Regions from separate parts of the Mus musculus genome. Here all the other regions are linked to region 1. A link is a contact called in public Hi-C data. All regions are on one chromosome and are shown on one strand. The core of a region is the stretch at or near the end of the contact, and the rest is flanking DNA. Distances in the headings are between cores, read along the strand shown. Region 1 has its middle 21 kb from the start of Gm36234. Region 2 has its middle 76 kb from the start of Gm46016. Region 3 has its middle 150 kb from the start of Gm46016.

Region 1 (2,700 bases), core at 179-2,678:
CCCGGGGGCTGGAAACACTGATCAGCCAAACCACCGTCCTGGGCAAGTACTAGTGTCGCTACAGCTATGCAGGGGTCTGCGGACCCGTTTCTCTTGTTTCTGCCATTGAAGTGCTCACTGGACAAAGATCTGTTCTGGATGGATTCAGTCTCCTCGTTCCAGGAGTCCCAAGACAGGAAATTCAGGGCACTGGGCCTACATCAGAGCCTTTCCTGATGCTCCGTGCACAGCACACCTGCTGGCCCGATGGCCCCAAAGGCTCACCTGTAGGTGTCCTCGTGGGAGGGGCACTACCTCCAAGATGCCCGATGCATCTCACATCAGCTCCCACCCATGTCAAGTCACACCCTTGCAGACCCACGGAACTGAAGGAGGCAGCCTCAGACAGGAACAATGCTGAGGGCGAGCAAGAGCCTGTGTGCGTGGGTCACAGGCGAGCAAGCACAGGAATACAAAGACTCACCTCAGGTCTGAGAAAGGGAGGAGGGAAAGAAGAAGGGACCTGTAAGAAATTAAAGAGGAAAGGGGGTAGGGTTAGAGGGGCAGGGAGAAGGAAAGAGAAGAGGAAAAAAGAAAGAGGAGATGGCATGGAAATGTGGGCCTGTAGAGTAGGAAAAGGATAGAACAGAATAGTGAACCTATGGTGGTCTGCTGCAGATCTTCGACAACTTATAGCTGTCATCCCCCCAGCGCATGCGCAGCCAGAATGCCTTGTGGAGCAACACAGGTACTGGCTCCCCGCCGTGCGTTCCATAGCTGCTTCTGTGTTTTCACATCTCACCTTTCCACACTCTGGTGTTAAGGAACATGAGGCTGGCTCCTCTTTGCAGAGACCTTGAAAGCTGGAGTCAGGGGCGTGGCCTCAGCAGGAACAGACGAGTCGCTCTCGGAGAACTTCTTGCCTAGATCTGGACCTCAGACAGAGCTGGTTCCAGGTTCTCAGCACCAAGTTCTGTGAACCTGGGGCCCAAAGCCCCTGAAAATAAGACACCTCCTTATCTGCCTTCCATGGGAGAGCAATCCTGTCTCTCTGCCTGGGGCACTATTCGGGGACAGGCTGGAAGAGTAGACTTACCCACCTTGTTTCCCACTCTTCCACACAAAAAGCACACATGGACACTAAGCCCAGAGCTGCCCTTTTCCTAGAACCTCAGAGGGAGGGGCCCCTCCCACCCCATCCAGATCTTGGAGAGCTCTCTAAGGCTCCAAAGGGTCCCCAGAGCCCTGCCCCAGCAGCAGCTCATCCGAAGAAGCAATTAGGGGGATTGTCAAGAGATAAAGGCTAGCCCAGACTTCAGGTGGGACTCAGCCTGCAGCTTGGACTACCGTGCCACCCCCAAAAGATGACATGTAAAGCTCCTTCTCCTTGCAAATTCAAAGGGAGGCGAAGAGTGTGGGAAAGTCTGCTGGCCAGAGGCAAGTATTGCAAGGCCCTATGAGGACCTCTGGGGATATAAGGAGCCATCTCCACTCTCTGGGCGGCGCTGGGGCAACTGCGGGAATCATGCAGCCAGATGAAGCTCATAAATTTCCCCTATGAACAATTGTTTTCATTTCCCTCCCATGCCACTAGATATTATAAGTGGAAAGCAAAACACAAGTAAATATGTTCATTCCACTCTGTGATCGGTGATAAACGAGAGGCTGCGCCGGCTGACAAAGGTCATCAAAGCCGCCAGCCCGGAGTCTGCGAGCGGACACTGCCACCCTCCGGCCATGTGAGAAACTGCATCCGCTGCCGCCACCCGGACTCCACAGCCCTCCCCAGGCTGTAGGCACCTGCTGTGAGCTCCTTCCGCAGAGGTTGAGGGCTGCCATCCTGCATCACACAGGACATCCAACACATGACACATGCAAATGACAGAAAAACTATAAAGCAAGGCAAAAAAAAAAACCCTCAAATTTAAAACTAGCCACCATCCCTAATCACCTCTCTCATGAAGACAACTTACTAACATTTCAGTCTGTTTGGCTTCAGTTTTGATGAGGTAAATGGGCATAGGAAAAGAGCAAGGCTTTTTGTCTGAAGACCTGATGTTTGACCTAGTGTTCAAATTAAAGTAAATTCTGTAAACAGCTGGAAAATACCTTTTTAAGGGCTGCATAATATTTTCAATTTTAATTTCACTAGTATTACTATTGCTAGTGGCAATGCACTGTGCGTGTGTGTATGTGTGTGTGTGTGTGTGTGTGTGTGTGTGTGTGTGTGTGTGTGTGTGTGTGTGTGTGTGTGAGTGTGTGTGTGTGTGTGTGTGTGTGTGTGTGTGTGTACGATGGGAAGAGGATGTAGGTATGGAGGTCAGAGGATAATCTGTGGGAGTCAGTTTTCTCCTTCCACACTGTGGTTCCCAGGGATCAAACTCAGGTTGTCAGGTTTGGCCGGCAAGCATCCTACCAGGATAAGCCACGGGGCTGGTGGGGTGTTTTAAGTTGTAGGTGTACCAAGTTCATTCCCCCTCTTCAATTGTTTACGTCCCTGCAGCTGATACGGAGGCTAAAACCTTTTATTCAGAAACCCTTCTTCATATGACTTAAAAACTTAAAGGCAGAATTACTGAATGAAATGAAATGTGTATTGCTGGCATGCTAATGCCCTCCCATCCATCCTTTCAACTTTAATATCAACCCCAGGCAAAAATCCAGTTCAAGCTTTCTTGACATTTTGCCACATTTATACCAAGGTCCATCAGAAAAAAAAAA
Region 2 (2,815 bases), core at 72-2,571, 350 kb before region 1:
CCACACAATCCACTTCTATACCCATGCCATATAATATATTTAATCTAGGTTATGTAAATGAGATGTTAGTCTAGGTATACTTTATATATATATATATATATCATCTCACTCTATCATTCAGTCAGGCCTTGAACTCATAGCAATCCTCCTGACTCAGCACACACACACACACACACACACACACACACACACACACACACACACACACATACACACACCAGACACTAGGATTACAGGTGTGAGTCTCCAAGAATGGATCCTTGCTTCTGGACTTCCAAGGTGGTCCCTTATCCACTCATTGTTCTGAAAATGACATCACTGTGTTCTTGATGGCTAAATAAAACTCCACTGTGTGTGGAAACATTTTCTTTAAAGATCTATTTGGTGTGTATGTGATGGGGGACGGGGCAGAGAGTCAGAGACAAAGACAGACAGACGGACAGACAGACAGACAGACAGACAGACACAGAGTTTATTCACGCCAAGAAGGTACTGGTTTCCTGAAACTGTAATTTCAAGCAGTTGTGAGGCCCTGTGTGGGTACTGGAAACTGAACCTGGGTCCTCTGCAAAAGCTGTAAGCATTCTTTTAACTCCTGAGGCACTTCTCCAACCACTGTAGACATTTTCTTTATCCACTCATTTGCTGATGGACATCTCAGCTGTTTCCATGTCTTGGCTATTGCATCACGTCTACTCTCACATTAGACTCTTCACATCGTATAAATGATGCCATTCATGGCCCAGCCTCCAGAGTGATGCCAGAACACCTTGTGATTTTCAACACTACAGTGTCCCTAACCTTTACTTCTTGGTAGTCTCAGAGCTTTGCAGATGAATCCTAATCATGGCATTGCCATTGAGTTGACATTAGTTCCTCTGGGTTCTTCTTCGCCTGCTACAGGTCATCTGCAAAGTATCCCCTGCTTTTCTACCTACCCTCCCTGGAAATGCCTTTATATCATTTGGATATCAACAACCCCTGTCTTTCCTGCTTTCAGAGTGAGCCTTCTGTAACTTCCCTTGGAACTTTGCACTACCTTCTTAAATAGCATAAATGACCTGCAGATTGACGACTGGGCATTTTTCTGGACCCATGCTTACCTTCCTGCTCTCAGTAACATGTTCTTGTTCAGTGAAGGAATGGTGTCAGCTTTGTAACCACATTCTAAGACACACCATCCCAAGTTGCCATGAGTTCTCAGCCTCTGTGCTTGCCTGTGTACTCAACATCTGGGTAGCCATCCTTTCCCTCCACCAGGGCTCAGCTCAAATGCATCTCTTAGGGAAACAGCTCAAATTCATCATCTGTCTTCCTATTTTCCTCTAGCCTCATGTGCTCTCCATCTGGTTTCTCCCTAGAATATACTTTGGGGGTGACTCCCTACTTAGTTAGCAGTGCTTCTAATGGCCTGGCATTGTGCCTCCTGGTTTGTTGTAGTCCAGGCCTGGCCTGGCTCCCAGCCTGCAGCAACTTCTGCCCTACTTATCACCCAGATGTCTCCTATCTCTGTTTCCTCCTCAGACTGCAACAGCCAAGATCAAGTTCTAACAAGGTTTTGCCTGGTATTTGGCCAAAGAGAGAACTCTTTCCCCATAAGCTTAGGTTTTTGGGAAAATTATATATTAGGATACTATAATCAATGCAGGCCTTCTCCAGTGTCAATTCACTCTCACACTAACTACTTCAAGAGACTCAAGAAAAAGATACCCAGGTGATGTCCCCTGAGATTCAGATAATACCTAGAAAAGCCTAAGAATTCACCTAAAGGACATCAAACTTGGCATGTGCTTGTCAAAAGGTCATATGCTGAAGTAAGCATTAAGAGATAGAGGCAAGAATTATGGATCTATCATGTTGGCTGGGTGCCCTAAACTCTAGATTGAACATCTTCACCTGAATATGTCCTCTAGTTGAAAACTCAGCATTGAACTTAAAGATATTATGTGAGCTGTGACCTTGTTTCTTTTATGTGTGGTATCACTCTAGTTCCTAGACTTAAGTGGACATATAAAAGGGAAAGAAGTGAGAAGGGTAGAAGGGAAAGAAGAAAAGGGAAAAATCTGGAGTGGTGGTTGATAGTCAGTGTGGTAGTTTAAATGAGAGCAGCCCCACACAGGTTCATATATTTGAATCCTTGGTCCTTAGTTGGTAGAATTGTTTGGAAAGAATCAGGAGGCGTGGACTTGTTGGAGGAGGTGATTCCCTGAGGGTAGACTTTGAGGTTTCAAAAGTCCACATTCTTTCCAGTTAGTTCTCTCTCTCTTTCTCTTTGATTCATACTTGTGGCTCAAATGTAAGATCTCAGCTACTGCTCAGGTACCATGCCTGCCTGCCTGCTATCAAGCTTCATGTCATGATGTTCATGGACTCTCTTTCTCTTAATTGTAAGCTCCAGTTAAATGATTCTCTTATAGGGTGTCTTGGTTCATGGTGGCTCTTCATAGCAATAAGAGAGTAACTAAGACAGTCTTCCTCTCTTGTTTACTCTCATCTTGATAGAGTATATCTTCTGTAGTTTCCAAATTGTAAAATAGGAATAAGTTGGGAACTTGTATGTCTGAAAAGATCTTTATTCTATTATCACAGTTGGCTGATAGTTTGGCTGGGTAGAAAAATTCAGGAAAAATTATTTTCTTGTCACTATCAAAGACATTTTTTCATGTTTAATTGCCTTCTACTTTCCAATATTGATAGTGGGACGACTAAAGTACTGTCTGTCTGCCTCACAACATATATGTGTATTTCAAGATCTCATTTCTGTCTCCATTACAAATAGATTCACAGCAGTGGACCTACTCTCATCCTTTGAGCT
Region 3 (2,822 bases), core at 46-2,545, 420 kb before region 1:
AGAGTTGGGAAGGGAGAAAAACATGATCCAAATAATTGTATGAAAGCATTTTTAATTAAAAAAAAAGAATCCAATAGAATTTAGTTTCTTGTCTTGATACTAGAGATTAGTGTAAATTAACTAAGCTGAGGCCCAAGGCTATTAATCTATCTATCTATCTATCTATCTATCTATCTATCTATCTATCTATCTACCTACCTACCTACCTACCTACCTACCTACCTATCTATCTATCTATCTATCTATCTATCTATCTATCTATCTATCTATCTATCTATCTCTCATTCTATCATTCACTTCTCTTGCACAGTTCAAGCTGGTGTGGAACTCTAGGGCCTCCTGCCTCAACCTCCCAAATGCTGGAATCTCAAGAGCACTTAACCTACCACACTTAGCCAACCCAAACCTTTTAAATAAAACATCGACTTTTCTAGGGTCGGAGGGGTGGCAGGTATAAGGAGCCTTCCCTTTTAACTCCCAGAGCCCCGACTGGCTCCTGACCCTCTCAGTTGCCCATCCTGGGATGCCTTTCATGACCCCTACAGGGGATGGGGGAGAAGGCAGTGATGTGTGGGGCGGGGCAGGTTTCAGTGGCCTTCCAGCCTTCTCTACCTTTTAGCCTGAGACTCAGACAAGCAGGGTGACTCTCTGGGTGGAACTGGTTTCTCTGTTCTAACTGAACCCGGGAGAGAAGCAGGCAGGAGGATCTCAAGCCGGAGGCTAGCCTAGGCTAAAGAGATCTTGTCTTAAAGACGTAACAGCAACAACAACAACAAATGGTTATTCTTGTGGTATCTGGGTTAGTGTCTGTAGGTGGCCTCGGCGAAGGTGAGATAGACTGGTTGGTGCACACAATTCTGAGAGACTGAAACAACAAAGATACAATCGTACTAGCTTAATCCTCTTGGCTCCCTGGTTCCTGAAGCTACTTCCTCATACTGAGTGCTCCCCTCCCTCCTCCACCCCCAGATCAGGAAATGCAAATGTTATCTCCGTGCTCCTCTTCCCTCCTCTCCCCTCACAGTCTCTCCCTCTTCTTCATCTCTGTCTGTCTGTCTCGGAGTCTGTGTCTCTGTGTCTCTGTCTCTGTGTCTGTTTGTCTCTCTGTGTCTCTGTCTCTGTCTCTGTCTCTGTCTCTGTCTCTCTCTCTCTCTCTCTTTCTCTCTCTCTCTCTCTCCCTCCTACACAGCTGAGCAGCCTGGCCTGAAGCCCGCAGCCCCTTGAGGCACCGAGGAGCTCTGTCCCTCCTGCTGGCCAGATGTCCTGGCAAGCTCCATTGATGAGTCTCTTAGGACAGGGAAGGTCCAGCCCCCAGCAGACAGCATGCCAGGCTCTTGTGTGAGGCCCTGTTGGTTGAGGCCTCTCCCTAGTTGTCCCTACAGGCCCCCTCTGCATTGTCCCAGTGGCAGTTGACAAGGTCACAAACTGTTGGTAGAGAAGCCAGCTGTACAGGTCCCTGGTTATAGTCTCTGGCACCTATAAGAATTTCTCTGTATACCCTTATCCTGACCTTTTCTCAGTACCTTGTCTGCATTTTGCAAGGGCTGAGAGTAGCAGACCCAAGAGCAGAAATGCTTTTGAAGTTCACTGGTCAGAGACACTGTAAGGCTCTGTAATCTGATACCTGCCCCTTCCTGGACCTCCTGCTTTCTCCTGCCTCTAGATGGAAGGCCTCTTTGTGCAGAGAGCCTCCTGCTCAGTTCTCTGGCACCTCCAGCAAACAGCCTTTAGCACTGCAAAGAGTGCTGAGGGAGGCCTCAGAGGCTAAGCCCAGCTCCTAGAAGCACTCAGGTCAGGAGCAGCCGGGACCCCACCCTCAGTGGCCCTGCTTCCTCTCCCCTCTGCAATGGGCCTGTCCATCTGCATCTGGACCCATTTCACCTCCTTGGCACCACCACGATCGGGTGTTCCACTGTGGGGCTGGCAAGTTTATCTGCTGTCATGCACTTTATATCCCCCATAACTCTGCTGCCCAAGCCCTCCTATGCATGTGTTTAATTTTTACAGTCAGGAAGACAGATGGGGCTAGTGACAGCCCAGACATCCTGGATGGGGGTGCTCCGGCCCTCCCCAGGAGGAACCTGTCCATGAATTCCATCCGTGGCCTGGGGTGGTAGTTTATGCATGATGCCCCTGTGGTTTTTAAAATGTCCTTAAGCTTTTGATGACTGAGATAAAGGAAAAGGAAGAGGCCGTGTAAATATGAAAGCACTATTGGGAAGAGCAGCCAGGACCTCTATAGGCCACTTTATAAGGTCACTTGAGGCCTGTTCCTGGCTCACACATCTATTCCACATCCATCTACCATCCACTTGGTGGAACAGTGAAAGATCCTACTCCAGCAGTCTCATCCTTTTCCCAGACACACTTTAGGGTGATCGCAATGACAATGACCATGACCACAAAAGAGAAGGAACACATAAAATGATGAAACGAGAAGCCACGCCCATTTTCAAAATGATGTTTTTATGGTCCATAACTCGCCATCAAACACAAGCAGCACTCCTGTTATACAAACCAGCTCTAAGTTAGATCCTCAGTAAGGCACACCCCATCTTGGGCATTGGCCCCAAGTCCCTCCCCCAGGGCAGTTCTGCAGTCCTCCTGATAGAACAAGCATCTGAAGTTACAAATCTGCTAACCACCATCTGCCCCAAAGGCCTTCCCATCATCTGCAATCTATGCCCATCCATGAGACCCCTGCCTGTCTGGCCACCTCCTAAGAGTTCTGGTGATCAACGCTTAGTAAGGGAGTGTGTTAGGGACTGTATCTCTTCTGCCCCATCACAGTCCAGCAAGACAGGCGTTTATACACTGCTCAT

Evidence for each region. Hi-C and Micro-C count contacts between places; a contact is called where the count stands out from the background.
Region 2: a contact with region 1 is called in a Hi-C map of uterus, with 2.6 times the contacts expected there. The contact joins two enhancer-like sites. A contact is called at or near these places in 3 of 484 Hi-C or Micro-C datasets (cerebral cortex, muscle stem cells and uterus).
Region 3: a contact with region 1 is called in a Hi-C map of uterus, with 5 times the contacts expected there. The contact joins two enhancer-like sites. A contact is called at or near these places in 10 of 484 Hi-C or Micro-C datasets (Sertoli cells, cortical neurons, differentiating embryonic stem cells and 4 more) and 1 of 9 other capture datasets (embryonic stem cells).

The regions. Positions count from the first base shown.
Region 1 is chr7:35,901,054-35,903,753 of GRCm38.p6, reverse strand. No RefSeq gene overlaps it. Among named protein-coding and RNA genes, the nearest start is that of Gm36234, 21 kb to the left of the region's middle. Within about 2 kb of position 1,428, at least 22 of the 459 cell types and tissues checked have an H3K27ac peak or open chromatin away from gene starts, as enhancers often do. A contact at or near this core is called in uterus, where this site is marked.
Region 2 is chr7:36,246,152-36,248,966 of GRCm38.p6, reverse strand. No RefSeq gene overlaps it. Among named protein-coding and RNA genes, the nearest start is that of Gm46016, 76 kb to the right of the region's middle. Within about 2 kb of position 1,321, at least 2 of the 459 cell types and tissues checked have an H3K27ac peak or open chromatin away from gene starts, as enhancers often do. A contact at or near this core is called in uterus, where this site is marked.
Region 3 is chr7:36,316,489-36,319,310 of GRCm38.p6, reverse strand. No RefSeq gene overlaps it. Among named protein-coding and RNA genes, the nearest start is that of Gm46016, 150 kb to the right of the region's middle. Within about 2 kb of position 1,295, at least 21 of the 459 cell types and tissues checked have an H3K27ac peak or open chromatin away from gene starts, as enhancers often do. A contact at or near this core is called in uterus, where this site is marked.